Regions from separate parts of the Mus musculus genome. Here regions 1, 2, 3 and 4 are each linked to region 5. The links are chromatin contacts, called in public promoter capture Hi-C maps. All regions are on one chromosome and are shown on one strand. The core of a region is the stretch at or near the end of the contact, and the rest is flanking DNA. Distances in the headings are between cores, read along the strand shown. Region 1 holds the start of Mccc1 (methylcrotonoyl-Coenzyme A carboxylase 1 (alpha)). Region 2 holds the start of Zfp267 (zinc finger protein 267). Region 3 holds the start of Acad9 (acyl-Coenzyme A dehydrogenase family, member 9). Region 4 holds the start of Dcun1d1 (DCN1, defective in cullin neddylation 1, domain containing 1 (S. cerevisiae)). Region 5 holds the start of Ttc14 (tetratricopeptide repeat domain 14).

What was found. Promoter capture Hi-C pulls out the DNA fragments that hold promoters and counts their contacts. Capture Hi-C pulls out chosen DNA fragments and counts their contacts.
Region 1: a contact with region 5 is called in a promoter capture Hi-C map of pre-B cells, with 8 times the contacts expected there. The contact joins the promoter of Mccc1 here to the promoter of Ttc14 in region 5. A contact is called at or near these places in 8 of 39 promoter capture datasets (the 3T3-L1 cell line, the C10 cell line, cranial neural crest and 4 more), 3 of 484 Hi-C or Micro-C datasets (CD4 T cells, muscle stem cells and pre-B cells), 1 of 115 datasets of contacts at active chromatin or transcription factors (astrocytes) and 2 of 9 other capture datasets (adipose tissue and liver).
Region 2: a promoter capture Hi-C map of liver shows a contact between it and region 5, with 4 times the contacts expected there. The contact joins the promoter of Zfp267 here to the promoter of Ttc14 in region 5. A contact is called at or near these places in 2 of 115 datasets of contacts at active chromatin or transcription factors (astrocytes and large pre-B cells) and 2 of 9 other capture datasets (adipose tissue and liver).
Region 3: a promoter capture Hi-C map of adipose tissue shows a contact between it and region 5, with 2.9 times the contacts expected there. The contact joins the promoter of Acad9 here to the promoter of Ttc14 in region 5. A contact is called at or near these places in 1 of 484 Hi-C or Micro-C datasets (CD4 T cells), 1 of 115 datasets of contacts at active chromatin or transcription factors (astrocytes) and 2 of 9 other capture datasets (adipose tissue and liver).
Region 4: a contact with region 5 is called in a promoter capture Hi-C map of pre-B cells, with 10 times the contacts expected there. The contact joins the promoter of Dcun1d1 here to the promoter of Ttc14 in region 5. A contact is called at or near these places in 8 of 39 promoter capture datasets (the 3T3-L1 cell line, cranial neural crest, embryonic stem cells and 4 more), 1 of 484 Hi-C or Micro-C datasets (CD4 T cells), 3 of 115 datasets of contacts at active chromatin or transcription factors (astrocytes, large pre-B cells and memory CD8 T cells) and 2 of 9 other capture datasets (adipose tissue and liver).

The regions. Positions count from the first base shown.
Region 1 is chr3:35,999,346-36,002,045 of GRCm38.p6, forward strand. Mccc1 (methylcrotonoyl-Coenzyme A carboxylase 1 (alpha)) reads right to left here and starts at 1,333. Exons shown (of 19, transcript NM_023644.4): 1 at 1,136-1,333. The coding sequence starts at 1,212. It overlaps Mccc1os (methylcrotonoyl-Coenzyme A carboxylase 1 (alpha), opposite strand), which reads left to right and starts at 568. Exons shown (of 3, transcript NR_029456.1): 1 at 568-1,366.
Region 2 is chr3:36,149,782-36,152,481 of GRCm38.p6, forward strand. Zfp267 (zinc finger protein 267) reads left to right here and starts at 1,299. Exons shown (of 4, transcript NM_001101478.1): 1 at 1,299-1,414. The coding sequence starts at 1,412.
Region 3 is chr3:36,064,532-36,067,231 of GRCm38.p6, forward strand. It overlaps Acad9 (acyl-Coenzyme A dehydrogenase family, member 9), which reads left to right and starts at 1,448. Exons shown (of 18, transcript NM_172678.4): 1 at 1,448-1,739. The coding sequence starts at 1,578.
Region 4 is chr3:35,931,520-35,934,219 of GRCm38.p6, forward strand. It overlaps Dcun1d1 (DCN1, defective in cullin neddylation 1, domain containing 1 (S. cerevisiae)), which reads right to left and starts at 1,447. Exons shown (of 7, transcript NM_001205361.1): 1 at 1,266-1,447. The coding sequence starts at 1,268. Gm15952 (a long non-coding RNA gene) reads left to right here and starts at 1,559. Exons shown (of 4, transcript XR_880768.3): 1 at 1,559-1,648.
Region 5 is chr3:33,798,851-33,801,550 of GRCm38.p6, forward strand. It overlaps Ttc14 (tetratricopeptide repeat domain 14), which reads left to right and starts at 1,333. Exons shown (of 12, transcript NM_027619.4): 1 at 1,333-1,586; 2 at 2,106-2,230; 3 at 2,341-2,540. The coding sequence starts at 1,429.

The DNA of each region.
Region 1 (2,700 bases), core at 83-2,582, 2.2 Mb after region 5:
TCTCTATCCCATTTTTCAAAGCTCTTTTTGCTACATCTCAAAACATTTAAACATGACGAGTAAATTGCCTGCCAGGAGATAATTCACCAATTAAGACAGCCGCTATTCTCATGGGTAGAGTCTGACTAATCAAATTCTTTTCTCTGAGGTATTAGAGGAATCATGGCTGGTAAAAAGAAAGAAAAAAGAAAAGGTAAAATTCTCATGCTGGTAAGAGTTTTAATTTTAAAAACTATTAGCAGGATGACAGCTATAACTAAGCCTTGAGAGGAGAATGACTCTGTGGTATTCTTGGGAACCTAAGGAAATTCACAGGAAGAAAAACAGCACTAATACAACTTTCACCATCTTTCTTATTTAAAATATAGGGTGAAGACCTACATTTTAGTATTCACCGAAAATCCAGGGCATCGACCACTGTTTGTTGAATGGACCATGATGTGTTTAAATTTTTATCCACGTGTTGATTTGGACATACGAGGGGGTTAGTATCGTCTTTATATTACCTCTGCTAGATACAAGTATCATCACCTCCAAGCAGAAGAAACTGAAGCACGGATATTAGGTAACTCGACCAAGGTCACAGGTAAGCTGGGAACCCAACCTTCTGCAGGCAGTTCTTGCCCTTGGGCCAGTACGTTTTTCAGAATGCGAGGAGGTGATGATTATGGTGAAGTAATCTATCTACATGACTTGGGGTTTTCACTGTTGTCAAAGCGTGGAGCTTCGTTTCCAAAAGGATCCGGGGTAGTCATCTGCCAGCTTTGTTCAAACTTGTGAACAAGAGCGTTCGACAAAACTCACCCCTCATTAATTTGACTCTTCCCAGCAATGGGAAAGGTCTCTAGAAATCCTTCTCTGAACTGCACTCAAAATGAGGGAGCTAAGCTGAAAGCGACTTTGGGAAAGGGGTCCTGGTGCAAGCCTCTAGCTACGTATGCCATCTTCGGTTGCAGCACCGTGCGGGGTGCCCAGATCAGAAACCAGCCAAGGTGGCAGAGTCTGTAGGAAGAGCCAAAGACTGAAGTGGGACAGCGCCTACCAAAACTACACACAGGCACTTAAAGGGCTGCTCTCACGTGACCCAGCGCCTCGCATCCGGGCCGCGCACGGACCGGCAGTACCCCTGAGTCACCTCGGCTGCAGCAGCAGGATCGGGACCCGTCGCAACTGGTTCCTGTCCACCGCAGCCAACAACGCCGCCGCCGCCATCTCCGCGCTGTTCTGCTGGATTCCAAAAGCTGCTTGGCTTATTCTTGAAAGCGTCCCTCCCTGCGCAAGCTTCTTGTCCCCGATCCGCCACCGTAGCTCCGAAGAGCAAGTAGGCGTCTCCGCAAGAGCCAATCACAAAACTGGGTGTTTCAAGGTACCGATTGGCTGATTGGACCATGTGCCTGGGGGGTGGGGAGTGAACTGTGAGGGGCTGGGCTCCATCTGGAGGGGCGGGGCCAGGTTTTTTTTTTTTTCTTTTTTTTTTTTTTTAGCACAGAGCATGAGAGGAAAATGCACAGCCCCTCAAACCACCACTCAAGCAAAATGCAAGCTTTCTCACTAAACATCAGGAAAAAGGGGCAGTGGAAACTGCGTGGCAGGAAACAAAGACACAGTAAAAGCTATGTGTAGGTATTTGATACAGCTGAGGCAGAGCTCATATGGGGGAGAAAAACACAGTAAGTGAAACAGCCAATCGAAGGGTTATAAGTGCAAAAACTAAATGGGACGTAGTGGCGCATATTTGCAATCCCAGAAGCTGAAGCAGAAGGATTGTAGTAAGTGACAGGATTGACTAGACAGTGAGTCCCAGGCCAGCCTGAGCAATACGTTGAGGCTGTCCCTCAAAAACCAAAATAAATAAGATATGAAAAACAAACATAAATGCAGAAGGAAAACAAATGTAAAGAGGAATAAATTAGTGAAATCAGAAAACTAACACCAAAGGACAAATAAATCCAGGAACTAAGAAAATAATTAGAAATAAGGGGACACAAGTGGAAGCAGGAACATCAGGAGTTCAAGCCCATCCTAACCTGCAGACCAAGTTCGAGACCAGTCTGGGCTAGTAGTCCTGCACCTGTCTTTAAAATCTAAGATGTTTTCTTGAAAGATTCGAACTTTTAGAAAGTCTGGATACAAATTGGCTTGCTTGTGTATTTTCGAGAAGGTTCCTACTTATCTGGCCCATTGGCCAGCAAAAGAGAACCCATCCCTCTGGAGTTCACCAGAAATGAATTCCTTCCTTCAGGAAGGATATCTTATATTGAGTAAGTTTAGACTTTTATCGGTAGAGTCATCACATAGTTTCAAAACGTCCCTGGGAGTACTTGCCACTGGCTTTGTTTGTGTGGCTGGATATCTTTTTTTCCTACAGAGTTATAAGAACTCTAGTTATAGAGGTTAATATTTCCTCAGGTTTTCATTTAGTTGTTTACTTTTACGCTGTTTCAGGTGTGAAGAGTTCCATATTAAAAAAAAAAAAAAAAAAAAAAAACCACACACTGTTTTCTGGGCGTGGGGAGAAATTGTTTTCATCTTGTACTTAAAATGAATGTAAGATATATATTTAAAACAGCAAAAAAGTGAACATGGCCTCCAAATAAGCAAGAAATAAAGAGGAAAAAAATCTCACATGACTTTTTTTTTTTTTCTTTTTGAGACACGGTCTCTCTATGTAGCCCTGACTGTCCTGGAACTCACTATGTA
Region 2 (2,700 bases), core at 49-2,548, 2.4 Mb after region 5:
TCTGTTTTAGGACATGGTTACCCCCATTCACTGGGACCTAAAAGAAATATTGGCAGGAAACTGTGTTGCTTCACTTCTGACATAAATGGGAGAGATTCTCAGGTTCCCCTCACTTTCTTGAGGTCAGGAAAATTATAGCTCTCAGAAGAGGACTGTGACAGACGTGACCTGAAACCTGCTGAAGACCCGAATTTGGATGATTTAGTATAGTAACATATATATATATATATATATATATATATATATATATATATATATATATATATACACACACACACACACACACACACACATATATGTGTGTGTATACATATGTGTGCATGTATGTATATGTGTATATGTATGTATGTATGTATGTATACATATATGTATATGTGTGTGTGTGTGTGTGTGTAACCAATTCCACATATGATGATATGTTTGGATATACTGGGTTTTATTACAATCACTGTTTTAACTTTAATATGAACAGTAGAAAATTTTAAATTAAGTAAGTGTCTTAGTCAGGGTTTCTATTCCTGCACAAACATCATGACCAAGAAGCAAGTTGGGGAGGAAAGGGTTTATTAGGCTTACACTTCCATACTGCTGTTCATCATCAAAGGAAGTCAGGACTGGAACTCAAGCAGGTCAGGGAGCAGGAGCTGATGCAGAGGCCATGGAGGGATGTTCTTTACTGGCATGCTTTGCTAGCTTGCTCAGCTTGCTTTCTTATAGAACCCAAGACTACCAGCCCAGAGATGGTCCCACCTACAAGGGGCCTTTCCCCCTTGATCACTAATTGAGAAAATGCCTTACAGTTGGATCTCATGGAGGCATTTCCTCAACTGAAGCTCCTTTCTCTATTGTAACCCCAACTGTGTCAAGTTGACACAAAACTAGCCAGTACAGTAACACTTGAGTATTACTCCCCCTTTCTATATTCAATATTGCTGATTCAGGAGATTTTTTTCCCCTTTTAAAATTTGAAATTCAAGGACAGAGCTCAGGGGGAAATGGTGCCAAAGCTCTTCTCTATTGCGAATAATATACATATATATGATTCATAAATTGGTCTGACTTTATATACAATAGTAAATGGGAATGATTCCTCTAGGGTCAGCTTTACTACAACTGTACCAAAAACTTGTCATTTCAGCCCATAGGGTAGTGCTGGGGCCTGATGGGGCGGGACCGGAAAGTCATCCAATCAGCAGCACGATGGTGAGAACTTCGAATCAGACGTTTAGACAGGGTAGAGGGGGCGGGCCTTCATGCTGTGTTTCTGAAGTCCAGGATCTTGGAATCCTCCTCAGGCTGGGTCTCTTCCGGTGTAGACTGTAGCTCAGCCCTGCGGCATCCGTTTGCCCTGCGTCTGTAGGGTGCCGGGCCATCCACCGGGAGGACGCGGACTCCGCGTAGTCAAGCCACAATGGTGAGTGTGCATGGTGTCCTGAGACTGGAGGGAGGCTGTGTAGAGCCGGTGGGAATCGGCTGCGGCCAGTGCTCGATGTGGGAGGACGGTGAGCACTGCTGAAGCCTGCTGGTGAGTGTGTGCGTGGCGCGGCGAGGCTGGAGGGCTGCGGGGAGCCGAGGGGGAGCCGGCGACTGCATGGGGGGCGACGGCGGCCCCGCCTTCCTGCGGCCGGCCCTTGGGATCGGCCGGCTTGAGGTCCCCCTTGGTGGGCCATGCGTCACCGCGCAGCCTGAGCTGGAGATCCCCGGTACCCGGCCGCGCCCCCGAGCTAGCCGGTGCAGTGAAGGCCCAGGGTCAGACCCTGCTGCCCTGGAGTCCTCAGAGGCTCCAGCCTAGTAGCCCGGATTGTGCGGCGATAACCTGCAAGCGTAGGGCTCCCGCAGGGAAAGTGTTCAGTGAGGTGTCCTGTCCCTCCTCCCGAGCAGTCTAGATAAACGCGAAGCAGAATCTCCTATCCAGATGACTGCTCTTCCCCTGTCCTCGCTTCTCCTCTGGTTGGAGGAAGATTCCTAAATTTCCATCTCCTGACCGCATTCCCAAATGCCCATTTAAAAAATAATATTAACACCCATTTCCCACGCAGCATTTCAAATAGACATACATTTTGCTTGATTGGTTTTTTTCCCCACTCCACACACTGGGCGACATTTTAAAAAGGATTTACCCTATGGATATTTAACATAAAATCACTTGATTTTTTATTAAAACACACACACACAATGCCTCTCATTTTGTCATCCTTAGACACAGGAACCCCAATCAGAATGCTTTGGGGTTGTACTTGCCTTTTGGAGATTTTCCATAGTGATGGGTCTATCTTCATCTGACTCTACTTGGCCCTTTCCTTGCCCGGGTTTCAGAGATGCCAACACCAGCTGCCTTGTCTCCAGTGTCTAGGAGCATCCAATGATGTCAGTGTCTGGGCTGATCGTCCCAGCAGCCTGGGGTGTGAGGCTAGACCGCATTGGGACGCTGCTGGATGTCTTGGTGTTCTCCCATCTGAAACGCACTTGAGCTATCTCAGCCTTTTGATCAATATTCTGCCAGTTGTACTTAGCATGCAGGAGGCCTTCTGGTTGCTTAATTAAATCCTTGCTGCAAGTTTGTAAGAATGAATCCAGACTGCCAAGTAGTCATGGGAGAAGTGTTCTGTAAACCAGTTCTGGGCTTTCCCGCCTTGCTCTGCATCCCTTGTAGGGACGGAAGGTGACAGGGCTCATGGGCCTGCTTGTCCCCTTGTTTAG
Region 3 (2,700 bases), core at 198-2,697, 2.3 Mb after region 5:
AGGTGGCCTCAATAGCCTGTGAGACACTGACTCAACTGATGCCATCTTAGAGACACCATTTTGACCTTAGAACTCAGTACATAGGCAACAACAATCTGCCAAAACCCTAACCTGCCAAAATAGGAACAAAGACCTAATTCATCAAAGACCTAGTTTATAGTGCCAGGACCTGGGAAAGTCCCTAAACATATTAACCTTGCTTTTTGGCTTCTGTAGTTTCACTTCTCGCTAACTGTTCTTACTTGCTTTTTGTGCATAAAAGGAAAAGAATAGTGAGGCTCTGGGCTACATAGTTTGGGAAGTTCCTTATGCAGTCCCCAGTGGGGCATAAATGCTTTCTATTGGTGTTAAAACTGCATGTATTTTCTGAAGGAGTCATCTTGTAACAGTTGATGCCACACTGGTTCCCTCAGGACAACCTGCCTAGAAATAAAGACAACAGACATATGAATAAACCCTGATGTGAGAGCTGGACCAGTTGGACCAGGCCCTGCCTTGGCTTACTTCCTCAACATAAGATTCATTTTAAAAAAAACAAACAAGGGCTGGAAAGATGGCTCAGCGGTTAAGAGCATTGACTGCTCTTCCAGAGGCCTTGAGTTCAATTCTCAGCAACCACATGGTGGCTCACAACCATCTGTAATGGGATTCATTGCCCTCTTCTGGTGTGTCTGTAGACAGCAATGGTATACTCACATACATAAAATAAATAAATCATAAAAAGAAACAAACAAACAAACATGGTGTTTATAGTTTCATAGGGTAGGTCACCGAGCCAAGGGAAATGCCTTGCCCTGGGAGTGGTGAAGAAAGCAAGTGTCTGAAGACTGTGGCCAATAGGGGCCAGACTAGGGGGGTGCACAACACAGGGAGTGGTAGATTCAAGAAAGGAGGAAACAGCATGCTCTTAGTGCTTCATGCAGTCTCCCATACAAAATGATACCACGCCACTCACATATTTAAGAGAATTAGGCAGAAGTGGGTTAGTAAAATAGGTCCCTTGTCATTTTGTTATACCCATTTAGCAATATTCTAAGTCCTACATTAAGTGAGATGAGAATAACAAAAGTTGTACTTCTAGGTTTATTTGATGAAATCTAATCTGCTCTTTAGAGGATGTGCTGAGAATAGCACACAGGCACAAGAGCTGTGTTTGGGAGCCTGGGTGGTAGTTTTGCAGCTTGACTTTTGAGTATTTTCGTTTTCTTACTGGCAAAAGTATAACAAGAAAGAACACACACACACACACACACACACACACACACACACACACACACACACACTTACTTCCTAGCCTGTTCGGATGAATTTTAAAAAACTACAATTTCTAAATTACATACTCAGACATTACATACAGCAATGCTTGGCGTAGGAGACATTTATTAAACATATTCTGGAACGACCTGTCCAATAGCCTCGCTCAAGGCGGCGCAGCCCTTGCGTCATCAGGAAGTGCGAGCTAGCTTCCGGTTGCAGCGGTGCAGGGTGAGACTTTGGATGCCCGGACGCGGGTGATTGGCGTCATTGGGAGGAGCGGCGGGGCTTCCAGCGACTTGAAGTCTGAAGTCAGGAGCAGCATGTCTGGCTGTGTGCTGCTCTCGCGTGGGGCGACTGCGGCGGCGGCTGCGGCGCGAGCTTCCCGGGTGCTGAGGGAATTCACGGCGAGGCGCCGCCCGCTGCACACCAGCCTGCAGAGCTGCTCGTTCGCCAAGGAGCTCTTCCTGGGCAACATCGAGCAGGTAGGAGGCGAGGCCGGACTGCCCGTGTCCTCTGCTCCCACCTTTCATTCTGGCCAGAGTTGCATGGAACGTTATCCGAGCCCGTAGAAGCCAAACATCCGAGAGGCTGGGCTCGGCGATGTGGCTTAAGTCGTGTCACAGTGGTTTTTGTTTTGGGGCAGGGTCTCATTCAGTAGTAGCCCAGGCTGTCTTTGGACTCGCTCTGTAGCTAGGCATGCCTTGAATACGTGGTCCTCTTGCCTCGGTCCTCAGAGTTGCCCATCCAGCTATTTCTTGTCTTGGAAGTTTGTCTCGTATTGTCTGACTTTATTAAAGTAGAAGTCAACACTTGGGCTGAGTGGCTGCCCTGGTGCAACGTTCAAAGCTAGAACTTTGAAGTGTGGGGACCCTTTTGCCCACATTCTGGCGCAGAGGGTGCCGAGGGACTTGGATTCTTGTGCTTTTCCAAGGCAGGAGGAAGAGCGCAGCCATCATGTATCCCCTTCAGTCTTTAAATCTACCCTTCATCACCCGTGAGCTTTGCTGCCAGTTTTCCATTTCTGTATTTAGTGAGAGTCCCAGTGGTCAGCTCTCCTCCAGATGGTATCTACTTTCTATACTGTTGTGAGCTGTATACCCCTAGCAAAGGCTGGCCTGGTGATTAGAACTCAGCTTTCTCACTATTCAAGGATAATTCTGCATCTTGGACCTGTGCCCTCAGGCTTTGGCCCAGTGGCCAGTGGTTTTCTCCACATTGCTCACTTCTCATTCCCATTCCTACCCCACCCACCATTAGTAACTAATGCAGATATGTACTTAATGTTTGTTCTGAATGCATGTTAGGCCTCAGGTTTCTGAAAAAAAAATTCTTTTCTTTGTATCTCTTTTGTTAGTTCCTTGGTTTCTCAACCTGTAGACCTTGGCCAGTGTCTCTGGTAGCCCAGTTGAAGTCAGAGGCAGTGTCGTTGTTGTTTGTGTTGTT
Region 4 (2,700 bases), core at 197-2,696, 2.1 Mb after region 5:
GCTGATTTAATATTAACCAAAGGAACAGAAGGCTACAAGTCCTAACCCTAGCTCTCACTGAAACGGCATGAATCCTATATTCCTAATGAGCACTGGCAGGCACTGGGTTCGAGGGCAGGTGTCTGATGTGGACTGTGGGAAACTGCATACATACTCGTGATGAATGTCCATCAGAGACGCGCACTCTATTATTTTAGCCTGCTGAAAGCACCCCAGTAAGAGAGTGGAAACTCTTGGGGGTTCAGGAGTAATATCCAAGGCCTGTTCAAATAATTAAAGGAGAACCTGCAAACTCTCTCTTGGGTCTCTGAACTTTTACTGTACTCTCAATCCAAACACTAACCGGAACTTCCTTACAAATATAAAGTTTTACGAACGTAAGCACAGAAGAGAAATCTTGACTCTGTTGGGACCTAAACACATAATCAACACATGACACCAAGGCTGGGGCCATATAAGTGTCACTGAGCGAAAATCAACCCCCCACGACTCAAGACTGGGCATACACCCTCCCCAAAGAAGCCTTTCAGCTCTCCGGAGCGAAGGACCTCATCACTTTTACTCTTCTCCCAGCAGCCAGCCGGGAACTTCAACAAGGTGTGACTGTATACTTCCAAACTGAAAAGCAGTGACCAGCAGCGCCAGGTACTTAATGACAAAGGACTCAGCTCACCACAGCGTCTTCCAGCTTCCGTGACTTTTTCTCACCCAAACAAAAACCAGGAGAGGAGCAACTTGACAAACTGTTTCTTAAGAATCACAAATGGTCCCTAACTGCTATAATAAAGCAATTACTCCTCCCACCCCAAGCACATAGAGCAGGCGCTCGGAAGGCAGCAGGTCTCGGGTCCCCCGGCTGCACTTCCGTCCGCAGCCCGGAGCCTCCCAGTCCCCTCGCAGGGACCGAGCCTCAGCCGAGCCGCCCCAACTCCCGGGCGCCTGGCGCCTGGCGCCAGCGCGGACCAGCAAGGCCGACGCCGGCTCGCCAGGGCCGCCAGCACCGAGGGGCCCGGCCGGGACCAGGCAGCGCCAGGCCCGCTGCCCAGGCGCCGCCTGGCCGCACAATGGGGCGCGGGCCGTCCCCCAACGCCTCCGCGCCCGGCCCCGCTCCGGCGACTAGGCCCCGCCGCGCTCCGCTGCCGGGCCCTCGCGTAGCGGCGGCGCCGGGGAGGGACGGGCCGAGCTGGGCGCCGGCTGAGCAGCGGTAGCGGAGCGCGGCGGGGCCGGGGGCCCGGGCCGGGCGGCACGGCGCCGCGGTTCCTCACCATGTTGGTGTCCTCCGGACCTCTCCCCTCCTCCTCCGGCTCCGCAGCGAATGGACGGCGGCGGCGGCGGCGGCGCCTCTCACGGGCTCGCCGGGCTCCCGCTCATGCGCAGTGCGGCGGCCCGCGGAGCGGCCGGGCCGCGGGAGGCGGAGGGCGCGGGCCCCGGGGTGGGCGGCCTGGCCTGCCGGCATCCGTGGCACGAGCGGCCGGGCGACCCGGCAGCCCGGGCTGCGGACACACGCTGAGACCCGCGCGGCGGGCGGCCGCGGGCACAGTGAGGACGAAGCGCCGGGGCCCTGCCTGCGCCCCCACTCAGGGCGCCCTCGTCACGGCCGCGTCCTGTCCTCCGTGCGCTCCTAATAGCTCCACGTCAGAGTTCCCAGGTAAGTTTTTGGAAGAATCCGGGAGACTATTGCGCCTAGAGCCACTGTCATGCCTGGTGGACGGGCCAAGCTTGACCTAGCCTGCCTGCTGAGCTGTGGGCCAGAAGACAAGTGTGTGCTGCAAGGAGAAGGAAATACAGTACTCCCTGCAGAGAGAGGAAATAAAACAAAGGTACGGCACATAGAAAAAGCTGTCCAAGATTGCCCAGGTTTATATATGTCATCCGCATCTTCATCACCAAACGTGGGTCTCCCTTTACCACCGGCAAATACCACCAGATCACCCCTAGAAGCTAACAATCTTAAAGTTTCTGTTAAAACAACTGTTGTCACTCCTCCTCGGAGCTTCCTGCTACTGCTTAGAACTAGCCACGTGGTGGGGGCTCCCAGAGCCCTGCAGAGGCAGATCTTTGGCACTGCAGACCTGTTGTCACCCATTCATTCTTTACACCATCAATGCGAGTGTGTGTGTGTACGCGCGCGCGCGTGTGCGTGTGTGTGCGCTGATGTGGCATCTTCTCGCCAGGCCCTAAGAAAATACCAAGTAGCAAGGGTGAAACTAGATCACACTTGTGGTTATTCTCTAGGAACTCAGCCTAGCAACTTAAAATATTAACGAAGAGGACTCAGTCTCTTGCTACACTTCATTAGACTATTGCAACAATAGCTTGTAGGTTTTCTTAAAGCTCTTTTTTTCCTAAGTGCCAACTCCAAGGGGTGATTCTTAGTTCCACTTGACCTCTTTCTCTCCTGAATTTGAACACGTCCTCCTAGAATTCCCATAATTTTTCATGACTTGATTTATTTATAGTCTCCCCTTCACTTACCATTCTTCTTTGCTAGCTAACTCTGGCTTTTCAGTGGTGGGCTTTCCAGAACCATCCCTGAATCTCTTCATATATTCCTTTTTCCTAGACCCTGCCCATATCCCAGTGAGTCCAAAATCTTATCTAAAGCTCGGCAGCGGCATGCCCTAAGCACAAATTCTGCTCATCCCACAGACCCCCCCAAAGCTCTACAAAGCCAAAATCTTATCCCTAAACCTGCATTCC
Region 5 (2,700 bases), core at 83-2,582:
TGTTTACTATTTTTTGTTTGTTTTTTGGTTTTTGTTTGTTTGTTTGGTTGGTTGGTTGGTTTTTCGAGACAGGGTTTCTCCGTGTAGCCCTGGCTATCCTGGAACTCACTCTGTAGACCAGGCTGGCCTGGAACTCAGAAATCCACCTGCCTCTGCCTCCCAAGTGCTGGGATTAAAGGCGTGCACCACCACGCCCGGCTTATGTGTTTACTTTTAAGATGAAATTTGAAATCACAGTAAAAGTAGGGTTAGAAACCAAGCAGTGAAAATCTGTTTGGAATATTCTGCTTTCTTCATTTCCTTCACCATTTTCGTACCCTGTACCACCCCCTCCCAACAGTTCATTAAACTATTCATATTTCTTTAAAGTTTCTTGGAGAGTTTTTAAGTTAAAAAAAATGTAGGTGGGGTTGTAGCTCAGTGGTAGAGAGAATCCTTGGCTAGCATGCTGAAAACCCAAGCACTAACCAACTCCCTCACTTTCCATTGTACCCCCTCTGGTCTGGTCAACTATCCAGTGTCCTGTCCCTTTCAAAAATCACGTATTTGTCACGAAAGAAAATGAATTCGAAACCCCTGTAACTGGAAAACAAACAAACAAACAAAACAAACAAAAAAACAAACAAAAAACAAACAAACAAACAAAAGCCCTGATGGTATGGGTGTGGTGCCCAGGTGTAGAACAAAGTTGTGTGGGGTTATGGGTTACACTCGGTGTAGAGCTAGCACTGAAGTGTAGCCAGCAAACGCTGGCCAGTTTTAAGTAAGCCACCTAAAGCACTCGGTACCAGTGTGTACCAGGCAGCCCACAGATATCACCCTAGTAGTAGGCAGCTTATCCTAAAACTCCTACAAAGCCACGCCAGAACAGAGCATGCGCGCTGCGCTTTAAAGCTCTCCGGGCTGGTGACAGCCACATCCCTCTAAAAGGCAGCGAGAAACAAGGTGGACACGCCTCCAGCCGCCGCCAAGTCAACTGTAGGTCCTTGTCTGTCTGCCCCACGTCGGTCTAGCAGGCAGCTTTCCTGCGACCGCCACCTTGAGGCAATCCTGAGGGGACGCGGGCGCCGCCCCGGGCAGACAGGACTGAGGAAACTTCCTCCGCGGCCGCCCAGCCACCCTTGCACCGCTGAACTCGGCAGCACCCGGTGAAAAAGAGACCGGAGCTCTGGCCTTGGCGACCTAGGAACCACACAGCCCGACGTACGTGCTAAGCTCAGGCGTCCCCACACGTCACACCTCCAGCCTTACTCCGCCCTCGGCGCCAGACCCGCTTCGCGCTTCCTGCGGGTTCCCGTAGTCCCGCCAGGTCTCGCGAGACTGAGGCAGCTCGCCGCCGCGAGCGCTTCCGGGAGGTTAGCGCGTCCGGGCAGCTTCCCTCGGCTTGCGGGAGCGCGGGCTCGGACGCCGGAGCCTGGCGGGCTCGCCATGGACCGCGACTTGCTGCGGCAGTCGCTGGGCTGCCACGGCCCGGCCCTGCTGTCGCTGCTGCGGAGTGAACAGCAGGACAACCCGCACTTCCGGAGCCTGCTGGGCACGGCGGCCGAGCCAGCCCGCGGCGCGGCGCCTCCTCCGGGAGCCGGCAGGTATCGGGGCCGTGACCCGGGCCGGGGCGCGGGGCGGACAGGAGGGACCGAGCCCCGGGGTGTGTGACCAGGCACTGGCTCCGGGCTGAATGGCCGGGATGCGCCTTCCGAGCCGCCGCCAAAGCTTCCCTGCTCCCGTTTCCAGAGAGAACGGGCTTAAAACTTCTTCCGGAACTCAGTGGGTAAAGTCACTTTCCATCGAGCGGCCTGACCTGACCGATTCCCAGGCTTCGCAAGGGTAGGCGAGAACCAATCCCAGCCTTGTCCTATGATCCCCCAGTTGCACACGGTGGCACATGGACGCCACATCACAGCACTAAATAAATGCATACTGAAAAGCTAAAATAAATAAAACTTCCCCTGGAGACACTAAGCAGGGTTGGGTGATGAAAACTGCCGTACACGAGTTTGGATGTATGAGAGCGTGGATCAGTGAAAAAAAAAAAAAAAAATATATATATATATATATATATATATATATATATATATGTACATGTATATAGTCACCTTTCTTTTAAGGAAAGAGAAGAGAGTTGACAACATTGAAATACAAAAATTCATCTCTAAAAAAGCGGATCTGCTTTTTGCACTGTCTTGGAAATCAGACGCATCTCCACCCTCTGAAGTGCATGACGACAATGACAGTAAGTTTAGTCTGAGAAGCTTTTCAAGATTTACTGGTTAGTTTAAAGCATTTTATCAAAGGAGAAGGAAGTCAGAATGATCGTGGTGATTTGGTTTTATTTTATTCCAGATCTTTATGCGGTCATGCCACCCTTAGAGCAGTTCATGGAGATGCCAAGCATGGACCGGAGAGAGCTCTTCTTCCGAGATATTGAACGTGGTGATATAGTGATTGGAAGAATTAGCTCTATTCGGGAGTTTGGTTTTTTCATGGTGTTGATCTGTTTAGGAAGTGGCATCGTGAGAGATATTTCGCACTTAGAAATCACAGTAAGTCACTCTACACTCATCCCATGCAAAAATTATGTGCTTATCCAAGTCTGTTTACATTTACCTGGTAGGATATTGGGGGGGGAGGGTTAAAGATAAGCTGAAAAAAAAAAAAAAAAACAGTAGTTGTTCTTACCAAAAGCCTTAGAGAGCTGGACAT